2 separate regions of the Ovis aries genome follow, and region 1 is linked to region 2. Evidence: chromatin contacts called from public Hi-C data. All regions are on one chromosome and are shown on one strand. The core of a region is the stretch at or near the end of the contact, and the rest is flanking DNA. Distances in the headings are between cores, read along the strand shown.

The links. A called contact is a pair of places that touch in the nucleus more often than the background predicts.
Region 1: a Hi-C map of mixed tissues shows a contact between it and region 2, with 4 times the contacts expected there. The contact joins the enhancer-like site here to the promoter of LOC101111607 in region 2. A contact is called at or near these places in 5 of 16 Hi-C or Micro-C datasets (liver, mixed tissues, muscle and 1 more).

What each region holds. Positions count from the first base shown.
Region 1 is chr2:220,820,409-220,826,011 of ARS-UI_Ramb_v3.0, reverse strand. No RefSeq gene overlaps it. Among named protein-coding and RNA genes, the nearest start is that of WNT6, 11 kb to the left of the region's middle. Within about 2 kb of position 2,676, at least 10 of the 54 cell types and tissues checked have an H3K27ac peak or open chromatin away from gene starts, as enhancers often do. A contact at or near this core is called in tail adipose tissue, where this site is marked.
Region 2 is chr2:220,628,826-220,634,044 of ARS-UI_Ramb_v3.0, reverse strand. It overlaps LOC101111607 (mitochondrial chaperone BCS1), which reads right to left and starts at 3,198. Exons shown (of 8, transcript XM_027965189.3): 1 at 3,080-3,198; 2 at 1,473-1,836; 3 at 1,235-1,374; 4 at 826-1,020; 5 at 542-605; 6 at 142-311. The coding sequence starts at 3,131. It overlaps ZNF142 (zinc finger protein 142), which reads left to right and starts at 3,388. Exons shown (of 9, transcript XM_060411279.1): 1 at 3,388-3,508; 2 at 3,676-5,219.

The sequences.
Region 1 (5,603 bases), core at 1,427-3,926, 190 kb before region 2:
CCTGAGAGTCCCTTGGATTGCAAGGAGATCAAGCCAGTCAATCCTAAAGGGAATAAACTTTGAATATTCATTGGAGCTGAAGCTCCCATACTTTGACCACCTGATGTGAAGAGCCAACTCATTGGAAAAGACCCTGCTACTGGGAAGGATCGAAGGCAGGAGGAGAAGGGGGCAACAGAGGATGAGACGGTTGGATGACATCACCAACTTGATGGGCATGAGTTTGAGCAAACTCCAGAAGATGGTGAAGGACAGGGAAGCCTGTCATGCTGCAGTCCATAGATCACAAAGAGCTGGAGAAAACTGAGCAACTGAACTGAACTGATAGTCAATTAACAGTGTTGTGGTGGTTTCAGGTGAACAGCGAAGGGACTCAGCTATACATATACATGTATCCATTCTCCCCCCTGGAGAAGTCAATGGCAACCCACTCCAGTACTCTTGCCTGGGGCCAGAATCCCAGGGACAGAGGAGCCTGGTAGGCTACAGTCCAGGGGTCGCACAGAATCGGACACGACTGACGCGACTTAGCAGCAGCAGCAGCAGCGTTCTCCCCTGCAACCCCTCTCCTGTCCAGGCTGGCGCATTACACTGAGCAGAGTTCCATGTGCTATAGTAGGTCCTTGTTAGTTATTCATTTTAGACATAGCAATGTGTCTATGACCTTCCCAAAGTCCCTAACTATCCCTTTCCCCCAGCAACCATAAGCTCATTTTCTAAGTCTGTGAGTCGTTTCCTATTTTGTAAGTTCATTTGTATCATTTCTTTTTAGATTCCGCATATAAGTGATGTCATTCGATATTTCTCCCTTTCCATCTGACTTAGTGTGACACTCTCTAGGTCCATCAATGTTGCTGCAAATGGTATTATTTCATTATTTTAAATGGCTGAGTAACATTCCCTTGTATTAATATACTTATTTATTTCCTTATTTATTTGGCTATGCCAGGTCTCAGGTGAGGCATGCAGAATCTTTTTTGTTGTTGTGTTGTAGCATGTGGGATCTAGTTCCCTTACCAGGGATCAAACCTGGGCCTCCTGCATTGGGAGCTTAGAGTCTTAGCCACTGGACCACCAGGTAAATACCTGTATTAATAGATATGTACCTCATCTTCTTTATTCATTCCTCTGTCAATAGATGTCTGCTGCTGCTGCTAAGTTGCTTCATTCGGTTGCTTCTATGTCTTGGCTATTGTAAACAGTCCCACAATGAATGTTGGGGTGCACGTATCCTTCAGATCATGTTTTTCTCCAGATAAGTGCCCAGGAGTGGGATTGCAGGGTCATATGGTAGCTCTATTTTTAATTTTTTAAGGAACCTCCATATTGTTCTTCATAGTGGCTATACCAATTTACATTTCCACCAACGGTGTAGGAAGGTTCCCTTCTCTCCACACCCTTTCCAGCAAGTAATGGTTTTTATTTTGTTTTTAAAGGGAGGAATTCTGGGTGGGATCAAGTCTTTTGCACTAAATGCAGACAGCAAGGGCTCAAAGACAATTCCGAGGGAACCAGATCCATCTATGAGTCATCACCCAGGGAAAAGCGATTCATTCCCTCAGACTTTGAAGTTTAAAATGAGACATTTTAAAGAAACATATTAAGTAAATTATAATCTGAGTGACTCGTGGACATGCAAAATCCATGAAGGAAGCTGTGAATGATGAAGTTTGGGGAAGCACAGGCTATGCCTAGGGCATCATTAAGTCCATCCAGACTCTGATGGGAGTATTGAGGTGTATTAAAAAGCAGAGACATTACTTTGCCAACAAAGGTCTGTCTAGTCAAGGCTATGGTTTTTCCAGGAGTCATGGATGGATGTGAGAGTTGGATGATAAAGAAAGTTGAGAGCCGAAGAACTGATGCTTTTGAACTGTGGTGTTGGAGAAGACTCTTGAGAGTCCCCTGGACTGCAAGGAGATCCAACCAGTCCATTCTAAAGGAGATCAGCCCTGGGATTTCTTTGGAAGGAATGATGCTGAAGCTGAAACTCCAATACTTTGGCCACCTCATGGAAAGAGTTGACTCATTGGAAAAAGCCCTGATGCTGGGAAAGATTGAGGGCAGGAAGAGAAGGGGATGACAGAGGATGAGGTGGCTGGATGGCATCACCAACTCAATGGAGATGAGTCTGAGTGAACTCTGGGAGTTGGTGATGGACAGTTCATGGGGTTGGACACTACTGAGCGACTGAACTGACTAAACTGAGAGAGGGCAGTAGGGCCACTGCCCTAGAATACAGCAGTGGAAAGGTCCAGCTCAACATTCAGTCCCTCCCCAACATGGCAGGAGGGCTCCTGAGGATCCATGTGGAAGGTGGCCTTTTCCCCAGCCTTGGAGTCAAGTCTGCCATCTCCTATGTCTTCTGCATTTCTTCCAACGACGGTGTGCCAGAAAGAGTGCAGAAAGAAGGGTCAGAAGGCCCAAGTCTTAGCCCAAGAAGTTTCTTTGCTTTGTGTTCTGGATCCATGCTGCCTCAGTTTCCCCTATGACTTTGGGGAATGAAAGAGCTGTTAAGTTCAGTGCAGGTCGGGTGGTCCTTTAACGATTGTGGTGAATCCTCAAAGCCAGCAGAGGGCGCCAGACCCTAAGGAGCAGATTCGAGGCACCCCTCAGACCCAGTAAAGGGAGCAGATAGCCACAGCGGGACAGGAAGAGTGACAGCTGCCAGCAGAGATGGCGTAACCAAGGGACTGACTGGAGGGGCAGGACTGCTGAGGAGAAACAGCTCCGTGTGGACGCAGGGCGAGCAGTGTCCTAGCCTGGCTCTGGGCAGGACATTTATCTCTCTGGGCTAATTGCAATGAGAGACCAAACCGACAGTATCCAAGAGCATCTTTCCCATTCCTGCCCGGCATTCTTTTAGGAGCCTCCATTAATTGAGTGGGTGTTGAAAATTAGTCTCTCTCTCCCTTTTCTGTCTCTCTTCCTCTCTCTGTCTCCTGCCCTCACAAAAATAGTTTTAAATACGTGAGGAAAAGAAATGTAGCAACAGAGGAAACTATTGTATTCCCCATAAGACTCATCTAAGTTCACATTATAACAATTAACATTTTAAGCTGTTTAAGTAAGACAGTTCATTAGTATATTACCAGTAATGGTTTTGTTTTAAAGCTATAAACAAATTTCAATGGGAAATAATTATCTAGATTATAGCATGCTGCTGCTGCTGCTGCTGCTAAGTCGCCTCAGTCATGTCCGACTCTGCGCGACCCCATAGACGACAGCCCACCAGGCTCCGCCGTCCCTGGGATTCTCTAGGCAAGAAGACTGGAGTGGGTTGCCATTTCCTTCTCCAATGCATGAAAATGAAAAGTGAAAGTGAGGTCGCTCAGTCGTGTCGGACTCTCTGCGACCCCATGGACTGTAGCCTACCAGGCTTTTCCATCCATGGGATTTTCCAAGCAAGAGTACTGGAGTGGGATGCCATCGCCTTCTCCGATATTATAGCATATACTACCATAAAATATGGGCTCTCCCGGTGGCTCAGTGCTAAAGAATCCACCTGCCAATGCAGGAGACTGGGGTTCCATCCCTGGGTCAGGAAGATACCCTGGAGAAGGAAATGGCAACCCAATCCAGTATTCTTGCTTGGAGAATCCCATGGACAGAGGAGCCTGGTGGGCTACAGTCCGTGGGGTCACAAAGAGTTGGACGCGACTTACCAACTAAACTTTTTCCATTTAACAGTGTGTCCTGAATAGCTTTCTGTATACTAAAAATATCTTTCCCATCTTCTTCGTTCCCCGTTTCCTAATGTATGTGTTTAATGCTATGAATTTCTCTCTTAGCACTACTTTAGCCATTTTCAGTTCAGTTCAGTTGCTCAGTCGTGTCCGACTCTTTGCGACCCCATGAATCCCAGCACGCCAGGCCTCCCTGTCCATCACCAACTCCATTTTAGGGATGTAGAAATCAAGATTCAAAGAACATAAGTGGTTTGCTGAAAATTACACACGCAGGGGGATACTGTTGGCTGGGCAGAGCAGAAGCTCTGCTGAGGCCCAGACTTCTCAATAAAACCTCTCTCTGTGCTTCTAGGTAGAGTAATCGGACTTCTCAGGACAGAAATCCCTTGAGTTTGCATGCCTCCAAGGGGCTCTGCAGGAGAAAATTTGGCCTGTCATTGGCCTTTAAACATGTGCAGCTGGTGGGCTGGGCTTTCCTGAAGAAGGTAGACTGGGAAGGGCACCCAGGGGAAAGCGAGCCAGCTAACGAGCCCAGAGGCAAAATCACAGCCTGTGAAAGAAATCTGTACTGAGCAGCAGGGCTGGGATGCTGAGGGATGCTGCGAAGCCAGGTGGGAAGTGAGGCTGTGTGTGGGCATGTATACTAAGTCACTTCAGTCATGTCTGACTCTTTGTGACGCCATGGACTGTAGCCCTCTGGGCTCCTCTCTCCATGGGATTCTCCAGGCAAAAATACTGGAGTGGGTTGCCATGCCCTCCTCCAGGGGATCTTCCTGACCCAGTGAGTCTCTTACGTCTGCCTGTGTTGGCAGGCAGGTTCTATATCACTAACGCCACCTGGGAAGCCCAGGAAGTGAGACTGTACTTAACCATAATCCAGTCTGCACTCCACACCCTGAGACTCTGGGAAGAAGGCTCTGGTACAAGGGAATGAAGGATATTTCTAGGGGTCAGAAGTTTGACTATGACAATCCATTTTGAAATAGCTGATCTGAAGTAGGTGGAAAGTTTCTGTTGGCCAAAGAGAGAGTCAGAAGCCCCAGAGGTCTGTAGTCAGAGGAGTAAGGAAATGGCATAGGGAGTGGTGTGGGCAGTGGGGCAGCCTCAGCCAGTGGAGAGAGGGTGGCTAGTGCAAGGGGCAGCAGGGCCACGGGACCCTAGCCCAACACGAAAGAACTGACTGTGTGTAGAACAGACTCGAGCTCAGAGAAGGAGTGGGGGGAAGGGCTAATCCCAGAGCAAAATAATAGGTCTTTTGCTAATCAAAGGGCATCACTTTGAGCTCTGGGATTTTGGCATATCAGAATCAAAAGCAGCACTGTTATAATCAGCAGGTGAGAAATGAGTACACACAACTCATATTGGTTTCTTTTTGTCGTTTTTAAGTTTAAATCAGTTTCACAGCCTCCATAGCAGACATTTTTAATCTCATTTAATAGCTGAGGAGGCTTAAGCTCAGAGTTTCTAAACGCATGTAACAAGACACACTCACTTCATTCCCCCACCCAGTTTCTCTTAAATCAGGTGCATGTAGCTGACTCGATGGAGAGACGTGTACATCTCCCAGAAATGCTGGGTTTGCACCTGGATACATAATGAGATGAAGTTTGGATGGTGCTTTTTTCAGTAGTGTGGGAGCACATTTCATTCGGTATGGGCGTTTCTGAAGTGTGTGTAATGAAGCATGGAGGGTGAATGTGAATATTGGGCAACTAAAGGGGAGGACCGTAGTTATGGTCTTCCAGTGAATCCATTCCGTTCCTCCTTATTTTGTAGCAGCCATACCACTAGGAGGATTGACCTCAGTCAAGGATGAGCCTTGGCTAGTCTTACATTCCTTTGCCGGCAAAGGTACGTCTAGTCAAAGGTATGTTTTTTCCAGTAGTCATGTAGCGGGCTACGACTTCCCTGGTA
Region 2 (5,219 bases), core at 1,949-4,448:
TACTTATTCATGTCTCTAGTGGACTCTGATTGCTAACCCAGCTGCCCTCCACCTGCTCTCTGGATTTCTCTTTTCTTCCACTGTTCCTCATTTAGAAATACCCACTTTCCATCCCCATGCCTTGAACCCCCCCTCACTTACTCTCGGCGGCCAGGTCTCGACTGAGAAAGGCAGCATCCACATCCTCCAAGAGCACCAGGCTCTGCTGTGGGGCCACGCTCAGCAGGTGGTTGAGCCGGTCATCTGAGAGGCTGGAGTCCGTGAGACTCAGCAGGCAGATGCTGTGCTGCAGTTCTCCAGCCAGGGCTGTGCTATGGAGGAGGGGTGATAGGTAACTGGCAAGCCGGGAACTGGTCCTTGGGTCCAACTGCCTGTCCCTCCCAGGACTGGCTTTGAACCTGAGGCCTAACCCTTCCACCACCTCACACTAGTGTTCCACGTGTCGCATGCTTTCCTGTTCCCCACATTTATTTCCCTTTCCAACCCCACCAGCCCAATTTCTCTCCAGTTTGCGAGTTAAGAGAAGTTTGACTCTACTCACATAAAACTGCTCTTTCCACAACCAGGGGGTCCATAGAGTAGGTAGCCACGTCTGTAGGGAATGCCTAGGAATACAGCCAGGATGATCATCAAGACAAATGAATCATGTACTCTGCCCTAGATGTCCACATTCATCCCCAACCCTGCTCCCTGGAGGCCTGATGGCCTTGGCATTGGATGCAATCATTCCTTTTAGGCAACCTTTCTTTCCCCTTCTTCTATGGGAATGAGGATAGAGCTTTGTATTTGCCCCATCTGGCCACCAAGACCTCAGCTGCTTCTCACCTCTGTCAATGTACCACTTGGGGTTATCAATGAATTCCCGGATATCTCTGACAATTCGGTCAGTCAGACCCTGTTCGAGAACCACAGAATTCAGTGGCCGGCGGCGGCGTGGATAGCCAAAGGGGCGCCATTCAGAGCCCACAGCGGTGTACATCACTGTCTTCCCTTCCTCCTGCTGCAGAGCTAGTTCTCGAGCTGGGAGGGGGAAGATGAGACAAAACCCATAATTACCCTTTGCCATGCTACTAGGCAGAGCTGTGCCCAAACAGTCCCCAGGCCCTGCTCCCATGGGCCCAGAGCCTCCTATTCCGGCTCTCCAAGCTTCTCCTCCTTTAATGTCAAATACTCCATCCCTGTAACTGCCGCCTCCCCCTCAACCCCCAGAAAGGCTGTCTGTGCCATCCCACACCTTCCTCCAGGATGTTGAAGAAAACTTTTCGGTCAGTGCCCAGAGCCGTGAAGGTGACAGATTCCCAAGGAGTCCCCGTCTGCAGGTCTATCATCTGCATCTCTCGGCTCCGTTCCACCCGGATCCATTTCCCCTGATACCTGAATAAGAATGAGCAAAATGAGGTGAACAAACAGGTCAAGTCCACCTCCTCTCATTCTTTTCCACTCTCAGAGCCCTTTCTGGCTTCCAGCCTTACCAGATAAAGTGGTTTCCAGGGCTGGGGACAAATTCAAACTTAGTGGAGATGCGGCCACTCTCGTGCTGAAGGTACGACGTCTCAACGCTGAGGTGCTGAGTTCGGGTACTGTGGCGGGTGAGCCAGCTAAGCAACCAGGCATAGCTCCGGTCTCGAGCAGGGACTTCCAGTGTGATCATGTAATGGCGCCGGAATGCCACCAAGCCCAGTTGGGCGCCCTTCCGAGCCAGGGCCAGGGCAGTGCCCACACCCACCAGCCCAAATCCAGCCCCAAAGTAGGGATTGTCCTTCAGGGCCAGAACAAAGTCTGAGAGGGGCATCTTGAAAACACTGAACCTCACAGGCCCCGAGGCATTTTCAAGACCTGGAGAATGGGGAGCAGTAGAGATGGGATAAAGCACAAGATGAGTTTAAAAAAAGGACTCAAATTCCTCTCCCGCCCCACAGAAGCTGGGAGAGGAATGTCAGGTCAGTATTACAATGTGCTTCAATATCCTTCGTGGGGTGGGGCTGGTGTTGGACCCAAGGGATGAGACTCTGAGCCACTTGTCCCATTTTGCCTTTCATTATCCTGTTTCATACCAGTGTCCTGCCAGACAACTATTCTGGAGATTCCTTAAATTTGACTGAATGATACAACTTTCAGGATAATAGACGGACAGCATTTTTGCGGTTCCTGGGACCAGTTGAGATAGGGGCCCACTGGCCAGAATGAGCAGGGGATGAAGTTACTCTCTTCTGTCAACCTGTCAATATCCTCATGCCTTGCTATCACGTATCATGTCTTTCAGGTATCCTCTCATCTATTTCACATGTTCATGTCCTGTTAGCCCTTTTATTACCTCCCATCTAAACTGTCTCTTCGAAATTAATTTTAATTCTTGAAGTGGTATCTTAGTGGATCTCCACTTTGGTCATGCTTCACCAGACTGCTATACAGGGGTCGAGATTTTTCCTCATAAGGCTCTGCTTCAACGCCATTAGTTTCCCTACTCCAACACCTCCAATGATTGGCTCTCAACAAGTCCCTGAATTAGGTGAAAACGCCTCTGCCTCTACAACACGGGGCCAACGTACCTCTAATGGCTTAGTTCCCAATATTCTCTGTTGAACAAATAAACAAGCCTCCTTCCTCCTTGACTCAGAATGCCCATTTTATTTCCCCCAATCTCTATAGAGTTCAAATCCCGCCCATCTGCTACCTTCTCCACGGAGATTCCCCCGAATTCCACTCCCCGCCCCGCAATAAAATGTGATTGGGCCTGATTCTAAGCTGTAAGATCCCGGAGGGGTAGGAGGTCAAATCATTTCTAGCACACTTCACCCGACCCCCCGCCGGTTTGCTTTATGCCGGCACGCAGTGCGGTGAACTGACAGCAGTGACCTCTGCTGAAGCTCAGAACAGGATCCAGAATTCCAAAATTCCTATGCGTGGAAGGCCACAGACAAAGCCCTTTCCGCTCCTGGTCCTTGTCGGACGCCCAGAAGCCTCCTCCCGAACCCCCTCCACACCCCAGTTCGCGCCTCCAGCAGCCTGGTTTGCAGCAATCGGTCACTCCTCCCCCTTACCGCCATGACTCTCTGGCCCTTCCTCTCGATGGTCTCACCCCTCGGCTCTTCGGGCACTCTCCACTTGGCTTCGCCCCCGAGTTCTTTCATCTACTTCCCGTCACACCTACCGAGACGACCACACCACTCTGCTCCACAACTCTCGATGGTACTCTCTGGGCTTCAGGGCCAGGGGAGGTGGGGGCTGGGTGGGGAAAAGATAGGAAGAACCATAGAGAAAGTACTCCACCAGCCTCACAAAGAAAGAGAGAGCGGCCTCCATATGCCGCGGTCCTGGAGGCTTCTGGGCCGGAGGCGGTCGCACAAAGAGAGTCCCGGGAGGCCACTCCAGCCGCTGGACGACCATAGAGATGAGGCTCCTGCCCGCCTAGGGCTGGAGGTAAGCCGGAGGCTGCGGGGCGGGAACTAATAGGGAGTGCGGGCGGAGCAGGCCGGAGGCAAAAGTTTCTGAAACCGCAGAATGAGAGGTAGGCCTGGGCGATGGGAAAGCTCGGGAGAAGTGCAGAAGGGAGCGCGGCGACGAACGAGGCCCCGGCGCATCAGCTCACCACTGCCGGCGTCATTGCTGTGGACCCCACCCGGTTACACGCTGCCTCTCCTTAGGACAGTAAGCATGACGATGCTCCCTCCTTAGCCTCGCAGGTTACAAGACGGTTTTCCCGTTTGCCGGCAATTGTGATTCCCGCTCCCGCCCAACGATGTGGAGGCTGTCTTCGCCTCCACTTTACAAACAGGAAAGCTGACATCCCGGGAAGCGAGGGAACTACAATCTGCCGAAGGCCACGCAGTGAGTAGAGCCCACAGGCGAGTGGAAATCGGATGCCTTGGTCCCCAGACTCGATCTCACCCTTTCCCCAGGCCTTCTCTCTGCCTTAATGTGTCCTTTCTCTTCCTCGGTACCGCTGCCCCGAAGATAACCTCATTTCTTCTCTTGTGCCCACCTGTGTCCCACCTCACTCGGCCTTCCAGCGGCTGACGGTTCTCAGTCTAGACGGCACCCCTTGGCTCACCGTTAAGGCAATTATTACTGGAGCTGGAAGATTCCTTAGAGCAGCGATAAGTGGAGTCAGTGGTTTCCAGAGAACCCTCTGAGGGCGGAAGTGCGCTGCTCTACCACCTTCTAAATTTCCCTAATCTGAGGCTTTGAGTTGCAGAATTCTCATGTACAAAATGATTTTCTAGCCCTAGGCATCCCTTACCTGACCTTCATGGCTCAGTTTCATGGAGTGATTATACTATCATCCTTAATTCCTAATTACTCAGCGCAAACTAATTTTAGCAGTGTATAACAGGATATGCAATTTAGTTGACATTCACTTCTGAGTTGAGTTCCAGTGTTCAATATTAGGTCATAGTCAATGAATGAGAAATTTCTCCAGATGTGTTACTTTATACATAAGGCGCCTCTGGTTTGTTATCTTAGTAGAAGCCTAGCCTTGCATCTCTGTGTCTGCGGTTCTTAACTGTGTGTGAGTGTGTGCTTAGTCGTGTCCAACTCTTTGTGACCACATGGACTGTGGCCCGTCAGGCTCCTCTGTCCTTGAAATTTCCCAGGCAAGCATACTGGAATGGGTTGCCATTTCCTACGCCAGGGGATCTTCCCGATGCAGGGATCAAACTTGTGTCTCTTGTATCTCCTGCATTGGCAGGCAGATTCTTTACCACTGCATCACAGTTCTTCATTAGAATCCCTTGTCTGACTTGCATAGGCTGTTGTGGTTTATGTTCAGTGACGTGATAACTTCAGTAAAATCCACTCAGAAAGCTCCAAGTCCAGGGAGGGAGACTGACAAGTAAACAATAGTGCAGTATGACATGTTTCTGGTAGAGCTATGTACGAGGTGCCATGAGGACCCTAGAGAGAGAAACTTAGATGAACCGTGTCAGGATGCCATCATAGTAAAGTGACATTTATTTATTTGGCTGCTCTAGGTCTGAGTTATCTTTGATCTTACTTGTGGCTTGCAAACTCCTAGTTGTGGTACGTGGGATCTAGTTCCCTGATCAGGGACCCCTGCATTGGGATCGCCAGTCTTAGCTACTGGACTACCAGGGAAGTCCCTGTACAGATTCTCAAAGGATAGTTAGGAGTTGGTTAGCCAGACAAGAGAGATGACAGAGGGGAGAAGGCCCAGCAAGCTGAGAAATGTATAGTATATAGAAGCAGAAGAGAATGTG